Regions from separate parts of the Pan troglodytes genome. Here region 1 is linked to region 2. A link is a contact called in public HiChIP or PLAC-seq data. All regions are on one chromosome and are shown on one strand. The core of a region is the stretch at or near the end of the contact, and the rest is flanking DNA. Distances in the headings are between cores, read along the strand shown.

Region 1 (5,461 bases), core at 756-3,255, 390 kb before region 2:
TCTCCTGCCTCAGCCTCCCGAGTAGCTGGGACTACAGGCGCACACCACCAGATCCGGTTAATATTTGTATTTTTAGTAGAGACGGGGTTTCACTATGTTGGCCAGGCTGGTCCTGAACTCCTGACCTCGTGATCCGCCCGCCTCGGCCTCCCAAAGTGCCGGAATAACAGGCGTGAGCCACTGCACTCGGCCCGAAAGCTGCTTTTTTTCTAACTGAAGATTCACGCCGTCCCATATCAGGGTTTCCTCTCCTCAGACGACCGCAGGTCTACCCGAACCCATTCCCAGAGTCACACCTCCTGGCTGATGAAGAGTTCCGTGCTGCTCCCCGAGGGCCCCCACTCCCTGGGTACACAAATAACTGCTTCTGGGAACCGACGAGATTTCTCTTGGAGACGCTCAGGTCCAGAAACATTCCCCACACTCCACTCTGAGGCCTCCAGTGAAGTCAACAGGTTTCTTTCTCTTTGCTCCCTACGGCCTCCCCCCTCCCCATATTCGCTAAGCCAGATACGTACTCCTGTGCTGGACACAGGATCCTCTGTCTCCCGCCACACATTTCATCCACTTGGAATGTTACCAACTCATCTGCCCCCATCCCACCCCCAGCTACCCCCTGTTCTCCAAAAACCCCACAGTTAGCTCCAGACCAGTCAGCAGCAGCCTCAAGAGTTATCTGCCCTCAGTTTTCTTAGCTCTAGACCCCCAGATCCTTTGTCCAGGGAAGCATCCTCTCCCCCGCCAGCCTCTGGACACCAGGGCTCCCTATACCTCTTCTAGAAGCCAATCAGAAAGTCCTCAGATCTCCCAGCACCTAATGTCCAGGCTCTGCCTGCTTCAAGGGTGGCCTTCCAGCCCCGGAAGAGAGATGGGGGTGCCCCCTAGTTCAATCTCCCGCAGCCCCTAAATGCTCACTAGCCAAACTCCAAAGCACTCAGTCCATGAGGACCCTCCCCAGCCACAGACACCAGCGCCTCCACCTCACCCACCCACCCCCGTACCCAAATAGGAGAACGCCCAGGATCGCATCCAGCGGCATATTCCAGGATCCTCCTTCCTCAGAACTCTCGCAGCCCCGCACACCTGGACATTCCTTCCCCACCCTGGAAACACCGCTCCCCACCCCCCAGCCCACACGCTGGGCTAGCACGACCGCCAAGCCCACGGAGCTCCGTACCCTAGGATCCCCATTTTCGAGACCCTCCCCAACCCAAACGGAAAACCTCTTGTTCTTCCGACTCTCTTCGGCTCCAGAAAGCAGTTTCCGGTCTCCGATCCCTACGGTACGGAATCCTCCCCGCCACCCCCGTCCCTCACCTCCGAAACCCAGAGGCCCCTCCCCCAGTGTCCCCCCTGCACCGAGTGTCAGGATCCACCCTCCGGTCGTGCTGGGGCCCTGGTCCCCAGATCCTTTTCGGCGGCGGGTAGCGGGATCCCCCGATCCTCAGGTCGTCTCCCCGACCTCAGGCGCTGGACTCCCGCGTCCCACAGCCCTTTCCTCGGCCCAGGCTCCGGGCTCCCCGGCCCCCGCCCCGCGCACTCTCACAATGTCCGTCCGGCCCCGAGTAGCCGCCGGGCTCCGCGTGCGGCTGCAGCCCGGGCGGCGGTGGCTGCGCGGTCCCCTCCAGCTCGGAGCCCCCCTCGGTCTCGACCTCCTCGTTGATGTGCCCGGGTCGCCCCGGTTCGTCGTCGGCGTCGAGCTCCCGCTCGTCGTCAGGCTCCTCGGCCTCCAACGCCGCCTGCAGCCGCTCAGCAAGCTCGGCCTTGAGGCCTCGAGTGTCCAGGCCGCGGCGCTGCAGCTCCTCGCGAAGTTCGTTCACCTTCAGACGGCGCACATCCATGGCCCGGGCCCCCGGGGTGGCCCCCGAGCCCGGCCCGGCCTCCCAGGGCTCTGTCCCCCTTAAACCTTTCCTGTCAGGAGGCGAAGGGGGAAAGGGGGGGGGGCCCACTCCAATGGCGGCAGCGGCTCAAAATGGCCGCCGCCACCGCCTCCCCCCTCACTCGTGCCTCGTCCGATGTAACATGAGTGCCAATTGGTCAGTGCGTGGGGCAACGGGCGCGGGCCCGGAAACCTAGCCAATCAGAGCGCCGTTTTCAAAACAACGGCCACGAGAAGGCCTAGGAGCTACCGGGGAGGAAGCGTTGGCCTACGTCGAAGCCGAGGCCGGAGCGGAGGGCGGGAAAAGGCAGGAGGCGGAGCGCTTGCTGATTGGGTAACTCTCGCGCGCCGGCTGCCGTAAGGCCCAATGAAAATAAGGGAGTAACAATTTGGTCCAATCAACGGTAAGATCTCAGAATGAGCGTCCCACGGCCTTTCCTGCGCAGTCTTTCATCAAACTAAGTGTCTCTGTAACACACATTCCGATTGGTGTATATCTCCCGCCCCTTGAGGAGTCCGAGCGGGTAAAACCACTAGAACCAATCAAATGGAGGGTCGGCAGAAACCCCTCCTTCCTGTTGCCTTTAAGAAACCGGAAAGAGATGAATTCACCAGGAGCCCGCCCCTTGCCGTTAGGGCGGTTTCAAAACAATCTGCCCACCAATCGCAGTTATTGTCTTAGCTCACTAAAGCTGGTAGCGATGGCTCGTTTTAGGAAAAGTTCACCAGATTGGCCGTGCTTCAGAGGACTGCCTCACAAATTTCGCTGTAGGAGGAGGTATACGAAATAGAGATTAAGTGGATACACAGTTCGTAATCTGGAAGGAACCCAGTTGCCTTTAGGAAAAGCAAAATTTTGAGTTTAGAGAGTCCCGAAGGTTTGGCTATAGAAACTAGACTAACAACGGGAGGCAAGTTGTAAAGGACACGGCCTCCCCTTCCCTTGGGTAGTCCGCGACCGCCTTGCTCTATGGTCGGGTACCTGACGTGGAACGGGCGCTCTGCACGCGACCATAGAGCCTTCCCCTCCCGAAAGACATCCAGAAGTTCACCGACCGCTCTCCCGAATCCTCTAATCGGCTGTTCCCGTAAATCGGGCTGTCTGGCGTCTGTACCGACAAGCTCAACCCCACGGATCCGTCATTAACCTTCGCGCTCAGGAATACAAAAGCCACAGAGCTTCCCAGTGTCTAACGCTGCACCACCTGTCGCCTCTAACTCAAAACAAAACTCGAGTAAGACGCAATCGGGATACATGATGCAGACGCCCACTGCCTCCTGAGCCACACGTTAACCCCGCAAAAGCCACACACTATCTCTACTTAGACAAAGGCACACCCCACAGACGTAAACAAACAGGCGTGCGTCAGATCAGACGCATCCAGTTCTTTTTTTTGTTGTTCTTTTTTTTTTTTTTTTTTTTTTGAGACGGAGTCTGGTTCTTGTTGCCCTGGCTGGAGTGCAGGGCCTCTATCTCAGCTCACCGCAACCTCCACCTCCCGTGTTCAAGCGATTCTCCTGCCTCATCCTTCCGAGTAGCTGGGATTACAGGTCCCCGCCACCATGCCCGGCTAATTTTTGTATTTTTAGTAGAGACGGGGTTTCACCATGTTGGCCAGGCTGGTCTCGAACTCCTGACCTCAAGTGATCCGCCCGCCTCGGCCTCCCAAAGTGCTGGGATTACAGGCGTGAGCCACCGCGCCCGGCCCCAATTCCGATCTGCTTTGGGTAAGGCACCCCGCTGCAGTGTAGATGTGCCCACTACGGTCCGCAGAGGCAGGCGGCATCGAATAATAAAGATAACACAGGATAGTTGCACTACAAGCGAACACTACAGCAACCCAGACACACAGCACCCACTCAGCAGCGGGACAGACACTCACGTGGGCCCAGAGGTTCCAGTCCAGACACCCCGCCCCTCGCCCACGTCCGACTTCCTCTCTCTCTCTCTCCTCCCAGCTTCCCACAATGATTTGTTCTAAAAAAGTTTGTGGCCCGGATTGAACTGTCCCCGGTTCTCAGGAGCCGCCACTGGAGGGCGTCCGGGCGCTGCCAACAAGGGTTTCTCCATTTGCTGCCGGCCACACCCGCGAACGCCCGCTCGCGAGTGCGTGCCAGACACGGTGGGCTGGTCTTCGCTGGAGGCCCTTTGTGGGTCCGTGATGATCGGAGGTGTTCTGTGCCTGTGTTTCTATGTCAGTCTGAACGTTCGGGGTTGTGAGTACCTGTTGTACTCTACATGTCTCTTGAGTATTTGTGTCACTTGACTCTAGGTCTGTGTCTCTTCCTATTCGTGGCGGGTATCTGCCTGAGCATGTTTGTAAATATGCTTGTGTCTGTTTAATTCTGTGTGTCTGTGTTACTCTATGCGTCTGAGTTTCAGTCTTTGTATTTGTGACCAGGTCCTCCTGGGTGTGTCCATTAATTCATGTGTCTGTTAGTTTGCGGCGGAACAGGTGTGTGTGTGTGTGTCTGTGATCCTGGATCTGTATGCCAGTTCCTCACTGGGGGTTTCTGAGAACCTGCATCTCTTTGCTTGTGTGTCTTTTTGTCTATCTGTATGTTCATTTCTACCCTCTCTAGTGAGGACAGAATTCCAAGACCCCACCAAGCCCTTCTTTTTTCTGATGGGGGAACTGAATTGCCAGGGAATGGGGCCACATCACAGCTAAAAGGAGACAAGAGGAGACAGAAGCTCGTTGATATACAAAGTTTTATGTGACCTGAGCCCCTCTGGAGGCACCAGAGTCCACACTCTGTACTCAGAAGGTGAGGGATTGGCTCACGGGGGCAACATGGCCCGAAAGGTGGGAGATCGTCCATCCCCTGCGGGAAAGGAGGCATCCCTAATGCATTGCACAGGCTTGAAGGGGGCACACCCCCACAGTTGGGGAGGAGGAAGCGATGATGGCTAAGAAGGAGAGGGGCATCCCAAAGAATACTACAGTATAGGGTTAGAACCTTGAAATTGCACCTAATAGTCTAGACCTGTGGACCTTTAGAATCTTAGAAACTTAGAACATTTGAGTCTTAGAACTACAGTGCCTAGAACTATAAGATTTTAGAAATGTGGATTCTTGGACTCTTAACCATGGTCCTAGAGAGGCAGAATGCAGCAAAGAACCTAAAGGTGTCCAACATTAGAAATTATTAGAACTTTGGTGTCTAGTTAGTCACAACTGAGTGTGAGAGTCTTATAACTTAGATGCTTAGGATCCGGAATTTTGGACCAATGGAATCTAGAGTGCCTTGAAACAGAACAGACCATTAGAATCTTATTTAATCATCTAGAATCTTGGAGCATCTGATCTAGAATCTTAGACACAGAGAATCTAAGATCTTAGAGTAAGTCTTAGAATATCACATCTTAGAACACCGGACCTTAGAAACTCCATCTTTAGACTCTTGGAACTTTTGAATTGCAGATTCTAGAGCTTTTGACCCTTAGGATCTAGGATCTTATACAAGAGAATCTATTATCATAAAGCCTCAGAAACTATAATTGATCATCATTAGAATCTTAGAACTTGATAACATTTTGAAGCCTTATGATCTAGAGCCTTGCAGCCAGAGAATCTAGAC
Region 2 (4,924 bases), core at 2,317-4,816:
TCTTTTTTTTTCTTTTTTTTTTTTTTTTTTTTTTTTTTGGAGGGTTGGGGGGACAGAGTCTCACTCTGTTGCCCAGGCTGGAGTGCAGTGGCATGATCTCAGCTCACTGCAACCTCCACCTTCAGCGCTCAAGTGATTCTCGTGCCTCAGCCTCCCTAGAGTAGCTGGGATTACAGGCATGCACCACCATGCCCGGCTAATTTTTGTATTTTTAGTAGAGATGGGGTTTCACCATGTTGGCCAGGCTTGTCTTGAACTACTGGCCTCAAGTGATCTGCCCACCTCAGCCTCCCAAAGTGCTGGGATTACAGGCATGAACCACTGCAGTCGGCCCTCCCACCCTCTCACTGAAATTCTCCCCTTTGGGATGAGGATGGCAACCCCAGGCATGTACCCTCCCAACCTGGGACCCGACCTAATACCCTAACATCCTGCTGACAGTGGCTGTTCTCGCTGGGCAGGCGTCCCAAAGCACATCGAGCCAGATTCAGGCAGAGTGGAACTGGCCCCTCAGCCATCAGTGGAGGTGGCCTGGGAGGCTCTACCCTGAACGGGGTCTCCCCAACGTGATGCAGAAACTGGGACATGTTCTGCTGAGCATGGGGCTGACTGGAGTGAGGCTTATAGGCAGTGCCCACATGGGGATTAAGATGTCAGCTCTTTAATCCCCACAGTTCCCATCACAGGCTGACCAGAGTCTGCCCCAGGACCCAGCCAGGGACACAGAGGTCGGGGGAGAGAGGGAGAAGAGAGGGAGAGACAGAGAGACTCAGAGGTCCTGAGAAAGACAGGCAGAGAGAGATGATGGAGAAAAACACGTGAAGACACTGAGAAGAGATGGAGAGGAAAAGGAAGAGACAGATACGCAGGGATGGCAAAGAGATCCTGGAAAACAGAGACCGGGAGGAGAAAGAGAGCCACTGAGAAAAGGGAAAGACAGTGATGTCCAGAGAGAGGAAAGACAAAGAGACCCTAAAGCAAAGATAAATAAAGAGAACAGAAATGAAGAGAGATAGAGAGACCTGAGAGAAAAAGAAAAAGGGAGGAAAAGAAAGAGAGAAACAGAGAAATCCAGTCTAATTACAAAGAGAGAGAAACACCAAGGCAGGAGGATCACTTGAGCCCAGGAGTTCGAGACCAGCCTGGGCGACATAGTGAGACCTGGTCTCTATAAATATTTTAAAAATTAGCTAGGCATGGTGGCACGCACCTCTAGTCCCAGCTACTTGGGAGGCTCAGGTGGGAGGATCACTTGAGCCCAGGCAGTCATGGCTGCAGTGAGCTATGATGGTGCCACTGCACTCCAGCCTGGGCGACAGAACAAGACAGACGGAAGGGAAGGGAAGAGAAGAAGAAAGGGAAAAGAGGGGAGGGAAGGGAAGAAAGAGGCTGGGCACGGTGGCTCACACCTGTGATCCTAGCACTTTAGGAGGCTGAGGCAGGAGGATTGCTTGAGACCAAGAGTTGAAGACCAACCTGGCCAACTTAACAAGACCCCATCTCTATAAAAAAACAAAGAGAGGTAGGGAGGAAGAAAAATTGGGCATTCATTCAACAAACATTTACTAAGTGCCTACCGCTGTGCTGAGCGCTACTTTAAGTGCTGGGATACAGAAGCGAACAAGACAAAATCCCTGCTCTGGAAGAGCTGACATTCCAGAGGACAGCCCACCCGAGCAAAATGGAGGAAGAGTCAGGAGCTGGGGAGAAACCAGAAGCCATAATAAAGAGGATCCATTAAAGCCTGTCACAGAGGGTGGGGTAGGGCTGGGGGAGGATGCGGCTTACTGTGCCCCACCACACTCCCGCTGTCAGTGGAGCCAGCAGCTCTGAGCAGGGGTCCTGCCCCACAACCCCTGTCAGTCACCAGGTTCCAGAAAGGCTGACAGGTAGGAAGACCCAGAATAGGGGAGGACAGAATATGGAGGTACAAGGGGGTAAACATGCAGAAAGGCACGCTGAAGAAATAAGGAGAGGCACAGAAGTGCCAGGCTGAGACAAAGGGAAGCACAGACTGGGGGAGATACAGGGAGGGGAAGACACAGACATACTGAAAAGAGAGACAGAAAACAGACACAAACAGAGGCAGAGACTGAGAGAAAAGAGAGAGAGATGGGAAGAGACGGAAAGAGGAGAGAGAGAGATGAACACAGAAACACAGAGACTGAGAGTGAGGGAGGCTGGGCACACTGGTTCACAACTATACTCCCAGCACTTTGGGAGACCAACGCAGAAAGATTGCTTGAGCCCAGGAGTTGGAGACCAGCCTGGGCAACACAGTGACATCCTGTCTCCTTAAAAAATACAAAAATTGGCCGGACGTGGTAGTGTGTACCTATGGTCCCAGCTACTTGGGAGGCCGAGGTGGGAGGCTTGTTTGATCCCAGGAGGTTGAGGCTGCAGTGAGCCATGATCGTACCACTGCACTCCAGCCTGGGGGACAGAAGCCAGACTCTGTCTCAAAAAAAAAAAGAAAAAAGGAAGGAAGGAAGGAAGGAAGGGAGGGAGGGAGGGAGGGAGGGAGGGAGAGACAGAGGGAGGGAGGGAGCAAGCAAGACTGAGAGATGAAACAAAGATACACAGAGACCCTCCCAGAGACAACGCCAGTCCTAGGCTCTGCACAGTGCCCCCCCACCCCCCGCCCACCATCTCCCCAGGTCTGGGCCCTGTGCCAGGCACTTGGAGGAAGGCTGGATTTGGCCAAGTGGGGACAGGCAGGAGGGTGGACCACATTCCTGAACAGTCTGTTCCAAATACAGCCCCAACCTCACTGCTCCCACCACCACAGCCCTGGCCCATCCAGGCCAGAGTCTGCCCCCTCTAGCCCATGCCCTAGGATGGGGGGTGGGGGGGATAGGTGAGAGAATGAGGGATAAGTTTGTCTGTCGTCATGGCCTGGCCTCAGACAGGGACTTGGGGGACTGGATACCAGGGGGTTCAGCAGCATGGGCACAGAACATTTGGGGGCACCTGGGAGCCAGTGCCTTGGGGATAGAGATGGTAGATTCAGGGCAGGACATAATATGGAAGTACAAGGGGATCAACATGCAGAAAGGCACCCTGAAGAACTTAGGAGAGGCACAGAAGTGCCAGACTGATGGACACCCAGAAGCCAGGGAAATTGAAGGCAGATCTGGGGAACAAGCATAGTACACAGGGTCCTAAGAGTAAGGGAAGTGACAAGGGCTCAGGTGTGAGCTCCTAGGAATCACAGGCACAGAGCACAGGAGTGCCAGGGGTGTCTTTAGAAGTGTATTTGAGCCAGGCGCAGTGGCCTGTAGTCTCAACACCTCGGGAGGCCGAGGCAGGCGGATCACCTGAGGTCAGGAGCTTGAGATCTGCCTGGCCAACACGGTGAAACTCCGTCTCTACTAAAAATACAAAAATTAGCCAGGCCTAGTGGTGCATGCCTGTAATCCCAGCTACTCGGGAGGCTGAAACAGGAGAATCTTGAACCTGGGAGGTGGAGGTTGCAGTGAGCCGAGATCCCACGGCTGCACTCCAGCCTGGGCAACAAGAGCGAAACTCTAAGAAGAAGGAAAAAAAAAAAACCAGAAGTGGTGTATTTGAGAGTCGGTGTGTATTTAGGAATCAGAGGTACAGGGTACAGCCTTCAGGGGACCCAGAGGTGGCCCGGAGATTGAGGAATACACACCTACAGGCCAAGTAAATTGGACTCAAAGGTGCTAGGGGCTCAGGAGGGTGCACCTGTTGTCCAGGTGTGTTGCCATGAAAATGCTGGTGCAGCAAAGTTGCTAAGTAAGAAAGGCTGAGGCAGACACACAAAAAAAGCCAGGGGGAGCCAGGGCACAGCTCCACTAGGGCTGGGGGCGGGGTGGAGACGTCGGGTTGGGGAATCCACGGAATGAGCAGCCCGGAGACGCCCACTCCTCCCACATCGCGTCTCCGCCCCGCTCCACCCCTAAGACCCCTTGGAAATCAAATAGAGGTGAAGGGGTGCAGGCGTGGAGAATTGCAGGCATGATGATCGCGGGTATCGCTGCGCTGCTGTTGTGGCTTCTGGTGCTGGCGCCGGCGTGGTGGGGGTAGGGTGGGTGCCGCGCTCAGATGCGGGGGTCCCTACCTCCCCGGCCCAGGCTGCTCCCATTGCTGGAGAACTTGCAGCTGCAGTCCGGAGGCCTGGACCGCGCACTCCATTCCCGACAGGAATTGGGGGACGGAATTCTGGATTCGTGAAGGTGGGGCTGGGGACTAGAACTCCTCCTGAATGAAGACAGCTGAGGGTTTGTACTCTATGATCTTGAGGAAGGACAGGAAGGATGAGTGCTCCGGCCTGCTGAGTACTAGGAAAGGAGTAATAGGGAGTGGAGAGCTTGGGGCAGGGACACTGGGTCGTAACGAAGGAGCCCAGAGCAGGAAATCAGGTTGTGGGAAGAGGGGAGCAGGGGGTCTGTTCTGGTTCAGGGTGGGCAGGCTGAGTACTGAGGGCCCAGGAGACGACTCTGAGGGTGCAGGAGGCTGGGAAGCTGGACTTCTAGGTCCCAAGGGAAGAAGGAAGTGGGGGCCTGGACTCCTGGATCTCAGGGAGGAAGGAGCTGGGGATCTGAATTCCTGGGCATGAGGAATGAGGGTCTGAGACGAGGACTCCTGGGTCTGAAGGAAGAGGGAGCTGGGGGCAATGGCTCCGATGAGGAACCCTATGGGCACCCGCTGAGCACCGCCTACCCGTAGCTCTCCGGCCGCTGGGGCCGGGTGTTCACAGTGCGGCTGGGCCCGCGCCCTGCGGTGGTGCTGTGCGGCTACGCAGCGCTGCGGGACGCGTTAGTGCTACAGGCGGATGCGGTCTCCGGCCGCGGGTCCATGGCAGTCTTCGAACGCTTCACACGCGGAAACAGTGAGGCCCCGGCGCTGGACTTGCCGGCCCGGACGCTCCAGGCTGGGCGGGTAAATGGTAGAGGCGGGC

What was found. HiChIP or PLAC-seq counts read pairs in DNA pulled down with a chosen protein or histone mark.
Region 1: a contact with region 2 is called in an H3K4me3 HiChIP or PLAC-seq map of stem cell-derived excitatory neurons, with 9 times the contacts expected there. The contact joins the promoter of HNRNPUL1 here to the promoter of LOC738644 in region 2. A contact is called at or near these places in 1 of 7 Hi-C or Micro-C datasets (stem cell-derived neural progenitor cells) and 1 of 1 datasets of contacts at active chromatin or transcription factors (stem cell-derived excitatory neurons).

The regions. Positions count from the first base shown.
Region 1 is chr20:44,284,828-44,290,288 of NHGRI_mPanTro3-v2.0_pri, reverse strand. HNRNPUL1 (heterogeneous nuclear ribonucleoprotein U like 1) reads right to left here and starts at 2,005. Exons shown (of 15, transcript NM_001246526.1): 1 at 1,547-2,005. The coding sequence starts at 1,841. AXL (AXL receptor tyrosine kinase) reads right to left here. Exons shown (of 20, transcript XM_016936043.3): 20 at 4,576-5,461.
Region 2 is chr20:43,894,960-43,899,883 of NHGRI_mPanTro3-v2.0_pri, reverse strand. LOC738644 reads left to right here and starts at 3,566. Exons shown (of 5, transcript XM_054672924.2): 1 at 3,566-4,905. The coding sequence starts at 4,822.